Regions from separate parts of the Mus musculus genome. Here region 1 is linked to region 2. Evidence: chromatin contacts called from public HiChIP or PLAC-seq data. All regions are on one chromosome and are shown on one strand. The core of a region is the stretch at or near the end of the contact, and the rest is flanking DNA. Distances in the headings are between cores, read along the strand shown.

The links. HiChIP or PLAC-seq counts read pairs in DNA pulled down with a chosen protein or histone mark.
Region 1: an H3K27ac HiChIP or PLAC-seq map of microglia shows a contact between it and region 2, with 4 times the contacts expected there. The contact joins the enhancer-like site here to the promoter of Ythdf2 in region 2. A contact is called at or near these places in 12 of 39 promoter capture datasets (the 3T3-L1 cell line, embryonic stem cells, erythroid cells and 5 more), 88 of 484 Hi-C or Micro-C datasets (the 63-12 cell line, the AML12 cell line, B cells and 61 more), 14 of 115 datasets of contacts at active chromatin or transcription factors (the 230-238 cell line, CD4 single positive thymocytes, CD8 T cells and 8 more) and 6 of 9 other capture datasets (adipose tissue, embryonic stem cells, embryonic tail and 3 more).

The regions. Positions count from the first base shown.
Region 1 is chr4:132,243,783-132,249,246 of GRCm38.p6, reverse strand. Gmeb1 (glucocorticoid modulatory element binding protein 1) reads left to right here. Exons shown (of 10, transcript NM_020273.2): 3 at 3,179-3,261. It also overlaps the pseudogene Gm13252. Among named protein-coding and RNA genes, the nearest start is that of Gm28874, 8.5 kb to the left of the region's middle. Within about 2 kb of position 1,591, at least 73 of the 459 cell types and tissues checked have an H3K27ac peak or open chromatin away from gene starts, as enhancers often do. A contact at or near this core is called in CD4 single positive thymocytes, ECoMG myeloid progenitors, the HPC-7 cell line and 12 more, where this site is marked.
Region 2 is chr4:132,208,556-132,214,700 of GRCm38.p6, reverse strand. It overlaps Ythdf2 (YTH N6-methyladenosine RNA binding protein 2), which reads left to right and starts at 2,445. Exons shown (of 5, transcript NM_145393.4): 1 at 2,445-2,801; 2 at 3,245-3,269; 3 at 3,870-3,949. The coding sequence starts at 2,775.

The DNA.
Region 1 (5,464 bases), core at 342-2,841, 35 kb before region 2:
TTTTTTGTTTTTTGAGGCACGGTTTCTCTGTGTAGCCCTGGCTGTCCTGGAACTCACTTTGTAGACCAGGCTGGCCTCGAACTCAGAAATCCACCTGCCTCTGTCTCCCGGGTGCTGGGATTAAAGGTGTGCGCCTCCACCACGCCCGGCTGAAGACTGACATTTTGGTTCAAGTAATTATCAGCGCAGAATGATATGTTTTACAGTCAGTAACACACTAGGAAGACACTCACTAGGAAGAACATGACAGATTTTATCCGAAGACTAGTGATTTAGAGCACAGGGTGGAGGCTGGCTGATGTCCATTACCTGAGTGAGCTCCCCCATCGTGCCCGTGGCAGCATTGCTGGTCTCCTGAGCCCAGTAAATACCTGTCTGGAGAAGGACTGATTCCTCCTCCTCTGAGTCTCCTTACCCTCTCTCAACATCAGTAATCGTCACCAGCCTGGGGCTGGGCCACCCTTTGGCAGTTCCAAGTGATGGGCAAACTGCTGAGACAGGTGGAGAGCTGAGCTCAGTCAGTTCACTGCTTGCCTAGCTGCCTCTAAGTGTGAGGTCCTCAGGTGGATTTGGTGGTGGTGGTTTTTTTTTGGTTTGGGATGTTCGTGTGTGCGTGCGTGCGTGCGTGCGCGTATGTGTGTGTTTTTAAGACAAGGTTCCTTTGTATAGCCATGCTGGCGCTCCTCTGTAGACCAGGCTGCCCCTGAACTCAAATAGATCTACCTGTCTCTGCCTCCCCAGTCCTGGGATTAAAGTCATATGCTGCCACTTCCAGGAGTCATGACTATTATCCCTAGCAATGCAAAAATAAAAAATAAACTCAACAATGGAGGCTGGGGATGAGGGAACTTCCTGTAATTTCAGCACTGTAGAGTCTGAGGCAGAAGGATCACTTGAATTTGAGGCCAGCCTAGGCAACTCATTACTACCATGTCTCAAAATAAAAGTGAGAGATGATTCGGGCAGTGGTGGTGAACGCCTTTAATCCCAGCACTCGGGAGGCAGAGGCAGGCGGATTTCTGAGTTCGAGGCCAGCCTGGTTTACAAAGTGAGTTCCAGGACAGCCAGAGATACACAGAGAAACCCTGTCTCGAAAAATAAACCAAAAACAAAAAATAGTAAGAGATGAAAAAAATAAATAGCAATTTAGCTGAGGGGTAAAACCCTGGACGCACGTGAGAGGTTCTGGGTTTAGTCCTTAGAACTGTAAATACAAAGAAACCCAATTTTTAAATGTTTTAAGGAGGAGAACCACATGATTTTCTGGTAGGAGTATACAGGATTAATGAGAGTCTAGGCAAGCTCTTCCAAGGCTGGACATAATGAGGCCCGAGTCAAAGTAGCAGCAGTGGTGTTAGAGTCAGGGACGAGGCTGGAGTTAAAGAGTCTGTCTGGCAAGATTTGACAGCTGTTGGAACTGAGGGCACAAAGCGGAAAACTAGCAGAAGAGCTGGGTATGCAGTTTAGTGACAGAGTGCCTGTCTACCATGTCTAAGGGTCTATTTTAACGTCCACTGTACAAAAGAAAGGGAAGGAAATAGACGCAATCACCACTTCACTCAAAGGCAGGAAAAAGAGGAAGAGGTCTAGTGTAGTGCCCAGTCCCCATGCAGTGTGCAGGGTGACAGCCCTGACAGGGACAGAGCATGGGGTAAGACAATGGCTTCTGTATTGTTTGGGTTTGTTTATTGGAACAGCATCCTGCATTCCAGGTTGACCTAGAACTCCTGGCCCTTCCTGCCTCTTCCTCTCAAGTGCTGGGATGGCAGACATGTGACATTATACTCAGCTCAGGAATAAAAATAGCATGGTGATTATTGCAAACATAATTAATTCAATGGGGAGGTCTGCACAGTAGAGGTGCCACCAGGTGGTGGGTCAGCATCTGCAGAGACCAGTGTACCGGTGGTACTTTCAGATACCAGTGTGTTCAGGTTAGTGCGCAAGACTGATGAGAGAGGAAACAAAGGACACTCGTGTGACATGTTAGGTCATCTGAATGTAGAGACATTTGGGAAGATCTGCTTTACCTAACCGACTCCATCAAAGTCCACATAGGCACAACCCTGATTAGCTTCAAAGAGCACATGAGAGAGGTTGTGTTCATTGTGGTACGGTCAGAAGATTGCATAACCTCCCATTTAGTGGTACCTCTGGTGATTGCTGGGTACACGGGGCAGATTCATGTTACTATATACTTGGTTTATGCCAATAATTTGCTTCTGAAAGACTAAAAGGCTATAAAAAAAAAATAAACCCCAACTCTATAATGTGCAGATTTCAGCAAGAGCCATCCATTTCTGGGTCATCAGGCCACTTTCTGTCTCATGCTGTGTGCTGGCTCTGTTTTAGTCAGGTGAATTTTATGAACAGGTCTGTCCTATACTTGAAGCAGTATTTACTGTGTGTTGAGCATTTGCAGCAGTAGCTCTCAGCCTGCGGTCAAGACCCCTTTGAAGGTTGAACAACCCTTTCACAGAGGTTGCCTCAGACCATCAGAAAATACAGAAATTTACATTAGGATTCATGCCTGGGGCAAAGTTAGAGTTACGAAGCAGCAAGGAAATAATGTTATGGTTGGGGTCCCCACAGCATTAGTAGCTGTGTCAGAGGCTGCAGCGAAAGGAAGGTGAGAACCTGCCCTCCAGTTATTGAGGAAGGGCTGAAGAGACGGCTCAGCAGGTAGAGAGAACACGTCGCTCTTCAGAGGACCCAAGTTTGGCTCCCAACACCCACATCAGGCAGGCAGCTCACAACCACTTGTAACTCCAGCTCCACGGTATCTGACATCCCCTCTGTTCTCCATAGGTACATGCGTGCATGTGCACACACATACACACATGTGTAGATGTATATAAGCAATCATCTGGTTTTATACCCATAAGTAACACAGATCTGTAAAGTTATGAAGGAGAGGGTCCATGGAACATAGTAGCAAAGGGAATCAATGTAAGAAGGGTTCATTGACTTGGGGTGAGGTGAGCTGTTTCATCTTCTGGCAGTAACTGCTAAGTGGTCTGGGCCTCTTGAAGTTTACAATGGGAAACCTGTCAAAGTCATGCCGAAAATACCCTTATTTTACTCCTTTCTGATTAAAACACATGTCTTCACCCCTTACTATGAATATTAATTTTTCATGACTTATATAGTTTTTTATTGATGGACACTTTCACTACAGGATTTATGAAGCTGGGTCGGAGAATAGCGCAGCAGTTGTAGCCGTAGAGACCCACTCAATACACAAAATCGAGGAAGGAATTGGTAAGTCTTTCTGCCATTCTACCCAGTACCTTTGACTTCAGCTTGTTGGTGAGTTTGTGCATGTTTTTGCTGTGAAATCTCTGGAGATAAAACCCAGAACCCTGTCCAAGCCAGCAGGATGTTCACTGCTGAGCTGGGCCCCCAGCAGGATGTTCACTGCTGAGCTGGGCCCCCAGCAGGATGTTCACTGCTGAGCTGGGCCCCCAGCCTGAGTTTGCTGGTCTTTTGTGCCCTATTTTCTGTCCCAACCAACCCAGTGTACCAACTGATAATGCCACTTAAGATGGCAGACTTGGCAGGCATGATGGAGCATACCTTTAATCCCAGCACACAGGAGGCAAACACAGGCACATCTCTGAGTTTCAGGCTCTTGGACTACATAGAAAAACTCTTGTCTAAAAAAAACAACTAAGCTGGGTTGTGGGTGCACATGCCCTTTATCCTAGCACTGGGGAGTTTGAGGCCAGCCTGGTTTACAGAGCAAGTTCCAGGACAGCCAGGGTTTCATTGAGAAACCTTGTCTCAGTGATACAAAACCAAACCAAAAAACAAACATACAAAAAGATGGCAGACCTGTAACTTGATCACTTAATATCAATATATTATAGTAGCCAAAAAGTTTGGGTTTTTTGGTCTAAAAAGAATCCTGCAAGAGTGCAGGACATCTGTCTTTGAGTCCGAATGTTCGTGGTGTTGACCAGCCCGGATCGAATTTAAAAATGAGTGATGTTGAAAAAGGCAAGAAGATTTTTGTTCAGAAGTGTGCCCAGTGCCACACTGTGGAAAAGGGAGGCAAGCGTAAGACTGGACCAAATCTGCATGGTCTGCTTGGGTGGAAGCCAGGCAAGGCTGTTGGATTCTCTTACACAGATGCCAACAAGAACAAAGGCATCACCTGGGGAGAGGACACCCTCCCTGATGGAGTATTTGGAGAATCCCAAAAAGTACATCCCTGGAACAAAAATGATCTTCACTGGAATTAAGAAGAAGGGAGAAAGGCAGACCTAATAGCTTATCTTAAAAAGGCTACTAATGAGTAATTCCTCTGCCTTATTTATTACAAAACCTGTCTCATGGCTTTTAATGTATACCATAATTTAATTCATACACCAAATTCAGATCATGAATGGCTAACAATGTTCTTGTTGGGCAGTCCTGATTTAAGTGAAACTGACTTGTCATAAAGTGGGTACGGTCTTTTTTAAAGCAACAGTTCCAGTTTTATACATGCTACCACTGTTCTCCCTTTCTCAAGATAAGATTGGACTTAATTAGTAATGTTTTACTTTCCATGGATGTCGCCTCAAACCTATTAAATGGTTTTATACTTAAAAAAGGGGGGGGGGGCGGGTGAACTGGCTCAGCTGTTAAGAGTACCTACTGCTCTTCCAAAGGTCCTGAGTTCAAATCCCAGCAACCATGGTAGCTCACAACCATCTGTAACAACATCTGACTCCCTCTTCTGGAGTGTCTGAAGACAGCTACAGTGCATGTACATATAATAAATAAATAAATAAATAAATAAATAAATAAATAAAATTTAAAAAATCTTGCAGAGAGAGGTGGGGTAAAATGCTTAGCTTGAGCCTCTATGTGGGATCCGTAAGCACCATTGGGGGGAAAAACAAACAAATTAAAAAGAAACAAACAAGCACAGGACCTGTGATGTGAATCTGTAAGTCTGGCTATTTGAGCAGTTGAGGCAAAAGACTTACAAATTTAGGATGTATCTATACTGCAGGGCAAGTTCAAAGTCAGAAGATCGGGGGCATAAACTCAATAGTAAAATGCTTGTCTTGCATGTACCAGGACCTACATTCAATCCTTAGTCTTCTGTCCCCCCTCTGAAACTCCTCTTTGTGAAGCTCATATATTTATATGTAAAATATAGAAAGTAATTCCCATCTCAAAAGATCATAGGAAGAATTAAAAATTCTGGGTGTATTGTCTCATGTCTGTAATCCTGGTACTTTGGAAATAGTGGCAGCAAGATCAGGGGCCCCCTAGGCTACATAAAAAGTTCACAGCAACTTGAGGTACACAAGACCCTGCCTCAGAAAACAAACAAAAGAATTATAATATTAAAACAAGTAAAGTAAAAACAAAACAAACAAACAAAAAACCCCAAAGGTTTATGGTAGGGTTGGCCATATTGTTCAGTAGTACAACACTTAACTAGCATGTACAAAGCCCTGGGTTTGAT
Region 2 (6,145 bases), core at 1,196-3,695:
ATCATCCACTCCAGCCTTCCCTTCCTGCTTCCCAGGGATTACACATATCAGTTTGGTATGTTCTGTTTATTTAGGAGTCTGTGAAACCAATTTGGTAAACGAACCCAGGGTTAGCATTACCCTTCCCCACAAGGATATTTTAGCGTTTAACTGGGAACTCCTGCAGAAAAGGTGATCGCACAGGAGCTAATCAAGGCTCCCTGTAGCTGAAGAAACTGTCAGAAGCACTCCTCCCTCCCCCATCTCTTAAGAAGATCACACGAAAGGAACCCACAGCATACCCACCATTTTCTAATGTTTTCAACTTATTCCTTTCTTCCTTCCTTCCTTCCTTCCTTTCTTTCTTTTTTTTTGGGGGGGGGGGTTCAAGATAGGGTTTCTCTGTATAGCCCTGGCTGTCCTGGCACTCACTTTTAGACCAGGCTGGCCTTGAACTCAGAAATTCACCTGCCTCTGCCTCCCGAGTGCTGGGATTAAAGGCGAGCGCCACCACGCCTGGCTCCTTTCTTTCTTTCTTCTTTTTTTTAACCTTTATTTTTGTGAGAAACTTGTTAGGCAGGTGGTATTATCCTCTGTCTTAAGGGAGGGAATCTGAGACAGGTGTAATAATTTTCCTAGTGTTGTACCTGGACTCGGGAGACCAGTGTTTAGACTCTCTCTCGTTCTCAGGAGATGATGTCTAGTCTAATTCTCTTTTTACAAAATCAAGCTGTCTCTAAATGCAAGCAATTGCTGATACAGTTTATATACAAAGCTGAGCCATGAGGTTGACTGGCTAATTATCTTTCATAAAAAAACCATTACTAGGCTTCTCTCATTCAATTAATGGGCTCTCCACCCTGAGATGTGACATTTTACTAAGAGTTCTTTAACTTTGGTGTCTGATCTTATTCACTTAAGCCATAAATGTGAGTATAAGCAGACAAGAAATGCTTTGCACTTACTTTGAGCGGTTTACAAAGTAAAATCCAAGAGTCTTGGCTTTTTCCTCCTGAATCTGTCAAATCCAAACCTTCTCTATCTAGCAAGCAGATGGCATTAGGTTAACAATAGTGCATTGCTCAGGTGTCTACCATTTGCAATAGCAAAACCTACTACTAAATATCCTTGTCCAGAGTGATTTTTTTTTTGTTTGTTTGTTTGTTTTTTGAGACAGGGTTTCTCTGTGTAGCCCTGGCTGTCCTGGCACTCACTTTGTAGACCGGGCTGGCCTCGAACTCAGAAATCTGCCTGCCTCTGCCTCCCGAGTGCTGGGACTAAAGGCATGCACCACTACGCCCAGCTCGTGATTTTTTTTTTTTTAAATTAAAAATGCCTTTGGTGGTGCATGCCTTTGATAACAGCATTTAGGAGGCAGAGGCAGGCAGAATTCTGAGTTCAAGGCTAGCCTGGTCTACCTAGTGAGTTTGAGGACAGCTAGAGGCACCCTGTCTCAAAACACAAACAAAAAACCCTACAAACAAAAAAAAACCTGCCTTTGCTCATCCTTTGGCTCTCCAGTGAATCTTAGCTCATGAATACAGGATTTCTTTTCTAGCTGTTGAAGAATGATATTATGTTGTTCTTTGTGTCAAAAGCACAGATCTATTTAATAACTTGATAACTTTGGCAGCATGCTTAATCTCCCTTTTCCCAGCTGTAACATTGTTTGATAGGCACTTTGAACTTGTTGAAAGTCTTTAAATTTAATGTGTCAGAAAGCACTTAATGACAAAGCCCTGCACACAGCACATACTGGAATAGCGTTCATTTTCCAGTCCTTAGATCACGAATATTTCCTCTTAGGGTCCAACAGACTTCAAGAAAGTGTGTGTGACACTGTGCATACGGGTGAGGTGTCTTTTTCTTGGGAATAAAGTCCAGAGTTTACTAGATTATTTTGGGGTCACTGACTTCTCTGAAAAAAAGAGAGTGTATATTTTTCTCCCTCAAAAGTCAAAGGGGTAAATGTCTTGTGTGCAGGGCAGTGAGGGCCGGCTTTTTAATATTTAGTGGAAGTACTGCTCCTGGGTGTTTTTTTCAAGTCCCTGAGGAAGGAAGGTGACAATAGTCTTAAGGAAGGGCGCGGGTGTCTTCTGGGCCGACCTCCATGAAGTTTTCCCTGTGAGCTCTTAGGACCTCTCTTCTGGTTCCTTTTCAAATTGGGGGAGAGTTATCAAATGCAGTTATGAGTTAGGGCTCAAGTCCTACACAGAGTAGAAGCCTCTGCCCCATTAAGAAAGGGGCTTCTGCGTGTTTTCTTAAGACAAAACAATTATTCTCTAGGTGTTTGCCAAAAAACTCCAGTGGTGACCCCCGGTGCCACCCAGGGCTCCTAGGCCCAAAGCGGCGGCGGTGGGGGCGGGGAGACCGCGCGCGCACCGCTTCCGCTCCTCCAGCCCAGCAGAGGGCGCCACGGGCGCGGCTCTCCCTTCCCGAGATGCTTCGCGCCGGGCCCTTCCGCGTGGGTCAGCGACTGTGAGAGTCAGCGCTCGCGCCGCGCGCGCCGCCCGCCTCTGCCGCTCGGCCTCCCCCATTCGGGCTGCGAGGGGGCGGGCGCGCGCTCCGGAGCATAGAGACGGGCGTTGAGCTCGGCGGCCTAGAGCGTCGCCGGATCGGAGCCGGAGCCCGAGTCGCGCGCTGTGTCTCTGCTGCGTCCGCCGAGGCGAGGCTCCGAGTGTCAGGGACAAAAGCCGCCGCCGCACCCTCTGCTCCCGTCGTCGGGGCTCATCCGCCGCCGCCGCTGTCCCGACGAGGAGTCCGCCGCCGTCGTTCCCCGTGAGGATCCGAGAGCCATGTCGGCCAGCAGCCTCTTGGAGCAGGTACAGGCCCAGCCCGCATGTCTCGGCCATTGTGTGAGGCGAGACGGGGCCCGACTAGGCCCGGGCCCGCCGCTCCTGGCCGGGCCGCGGCGGGCGCCTCTCGCGGCTCGGGATTCGGGCCTCAGACCGGCCGCGCCCTGAGTCTCCCGCCCGGCCCGCTCTTCCCGCTCCTCCCCGGGCCGGGCCGGCCGCGCCGCGCTCCCTCCCAGTAGCGGCCCGGGCTTCCCTTCCTCGTTTCCTCTCTTTCCCTCGTGTGGCTGCCGGGTGGCCGGGCTGCCGGGGCTGCCCCGCCGGCCTAGCGCTCGTCCCCGCCTCCCCCTCACCACGCGTCCCCCCCAGGCCGGTTCCTTTCTTCCCTGCTCGGGCCCCGCGTTCATTTGTCTTTCCTTTTCCGTTTTCTTCTCGGACGACTTGCTGCTCGGCGACGTCCCCTCCTCTCGCAGAGACCAAAAGGTCAAGGAAACAAAGGTAAGACCCCGCTCCTCCGGGTGGCCGCCGGCCGGGATGGGGAGGGGGGTCCGCCGGGCCGTGGGGGCGGTGGCTCGAGGACGCGCCCCGGGGAAAGGACCTTTCCGAAGCCGCTCGGGTCGCAGGTGCCGCGCGCGGGGCGGTCGCCCCTTTTGGTGTGGCCCTGCAGCTGGCGGGCAGCTTTTTTCGTTAACAACGAGTAATTCATGAGCGGCCGGGGGTGGAATGCATTTTGAGAAGCACCAGGTCCTTAGTTTTCTCGTAGGTCTTAGGAGCCCTTTGTGTTTCCTCCTCGTGGAGCACTTTCTGGAAGTCACTCACATGTGAAGGAAGCGGGGAGAGAAAGCCGGAGGGAATTGAAATTCGAAGGAGCCAATACACTGACCTTTTAAAAAGATCAGCTCGCTCTGGGGTGGAGACTCTTTTTCACTGTCCGGCTCTTGCTTCAGCCCTGGCGCTCATCGTTATTCCCCGGAGTTTCAAACCAAGTGACTCTTGGAACTAGCATGGTTTCTTCCTGGTGTGAATGTAAACTGATGGATGGGTTTGGAAGGGAGCTCTTCGGACCAGGGCATTGCTAATTTAACTTTTCCCCTCTAGTACAAAATGGTTCTGTGCATCAAAAGGATGGACTAAATGATGATGATTTCGAACCTTACTTGAGCCCACAGGCAAGGCCGGTGAGTAGTAAATTGTTCTATATTATCTGAGGGGACAGTGTACTGTTAGACTTTCTCTGCCCTGTCTCACTTTTGTGTTTGGGTGTGTTTGGGTGTGTGTGTGTGTGTGTGTGTGGCTGACTCCTAATACAACTTACTAATTTGTTATATAAAACATTAAAGATATAAGCTGTGTGGTCAACAAAGCATGTGCTCTGAGACTGCATTACTGATAACGCGAGTTGTATAAGAGCTGTTATGCTGGCATGAGTAATTGCCCCTTGTTTGCCAGGAAAGGATTAGTGCACAGCTTAAGAATATTGGCCAGAGTTTAGCCTGAGCTCTAAAGAAAACAAAACCTTGTCTTTTAGGGAAATTGGGATGATAATGTAGTGAGGAAATTCTAGTGAATGATCACCTGAACCTCACCTATACAAAACTTACTTCTCTTTTGTCTCCAGTGAGGCTCTTTGTGTATTAAAACTATTTCAAAGTGAGACAGTGGGGCGCTAGATGGTGATTTTTGGTTGTTTAGTATCTGTAGAGAACAACTTTGTGCATAGCTCTTTTGGCTAATGTGTTTGTTAAAGGAGGCTAAAACACTGTTGAACACAGTTGACATTCAGACCAAGAATGATTGCGGTTGCAGGTAGGGCCAGGTAGAGGGCTTATGCATCAGTGTGTCCTTCTAGTGTAGTTCCCATTGCCACCAAGAAAAGTTTGAGATACATTTATTTGATGGGAGGACTAGTTGCATATATATGTAGATACTCCTAATATGAACTGTATGTATGAATTGTTTGATTCACCAGCTTTATTGTCTCCTCTTAGGACAGCCACACAATTTTGGTTAATGTAAATTCACAGATAAATGTATCCAAAAGAGTTGAAGGTTTTGATTTTAGGATGCTGTAGCATAGATTAAGAAGTTTGTGGAACATTGATATAAAAATTTGAACCTGTTCTGTAGGAAAAACATATGGCTGGTTTTCAGTAACTTGACATATATGTATGTATTCAGTAACTTGACATATATGTATGTATTCAGATTTGGACCCGATTGTTCCCTAAGGTTTTTGAGATAGCTTATCTAAAAATCTTCATATTGAGAGTACAAAAAGTTTCCACACTGGCTAACCAGCCAATCAAAGAAGCAGAGGAATGAAATATTAATAATTGCTGTTAATGATGTCGTTTGCTTTCCTAATCATTGTAACTGAGTGGGAGCATTTAGGACCCATTCTAGGTAGTTCTTGCACAGTATTGTGTAATTGAGAGTGTGGAGCTCTGGCATGTGTGAACTTGCCATCTCAGGTATAGCCATTCACCTGTGTCTTGGCATAACCTGTGCTGGTGAGAGCGTTTTGTCTTCTTAGAGAAGCTGAAGCTTAGTGACTTTTAAAAACTGAGGTATGGCTATAGACCTTGAAGGACTATGGCTGATTTTGTTTTGTTTTGTTTCTTGTATATAATCTAGAGTAATTCACAGAGCTGGGTGTTGTGCCTCATGCCTTTAACTCAAGGACTAGGGAGACAGAGGCAAGTGGATCTTTTGAGTTTGAAGCCAGTCTGGTCTTAAAAGAGTTCTGGGCTAACCTTTACATGATGACTTTAGTCCCAGCATTTGGGAGGTAGAGTAAGATGAGTCTCTGTGAGCTTGAGGCCAGCCTGCTCTACAAAGTTGAGTTCCAGGGCAGCCAGGTCTGTTACACAGAGGTTTAAACATGCCTTTTTCTTTTTTTAAAAAAGAATTCTAGGCTAGCCATGACTACAGAATATGCTGTGTCTAACACAGGGCCTCATACTAAATCTTTTCTTTTTTCTTTTTTCTCTTTTTGGTGGGTGGGGTGGGAGAGTCTCCCTATGTAGTCTCGACTAGCCTCATACTTACTGAGATCTGTTTGCTTCTGTCTCCTTAATCCTAGGATTAAAGGCATAAGGCACCATACTTGGCTTTATCACGGTCTTATCAGTTGAAAAATTTATTGTGTAGATGTATTTAGAGGCTAAAGAATACAGTTTATACTGTTTCCTGGCCTTGGTAATACAAGTTTAAGTACTAAGGTACTTAGTTTTCTAAGTCTCTTCAGGATAAATCTACCTATTGGTAGCTATGGATCGGCAAATAATGAGTTGCTGGAACTATTACAGCTAAGGCAGAGTATTTTGAGTTGGGTTATGTACTTATGGGAATCAGTGTTATATACCTCTTGTTTT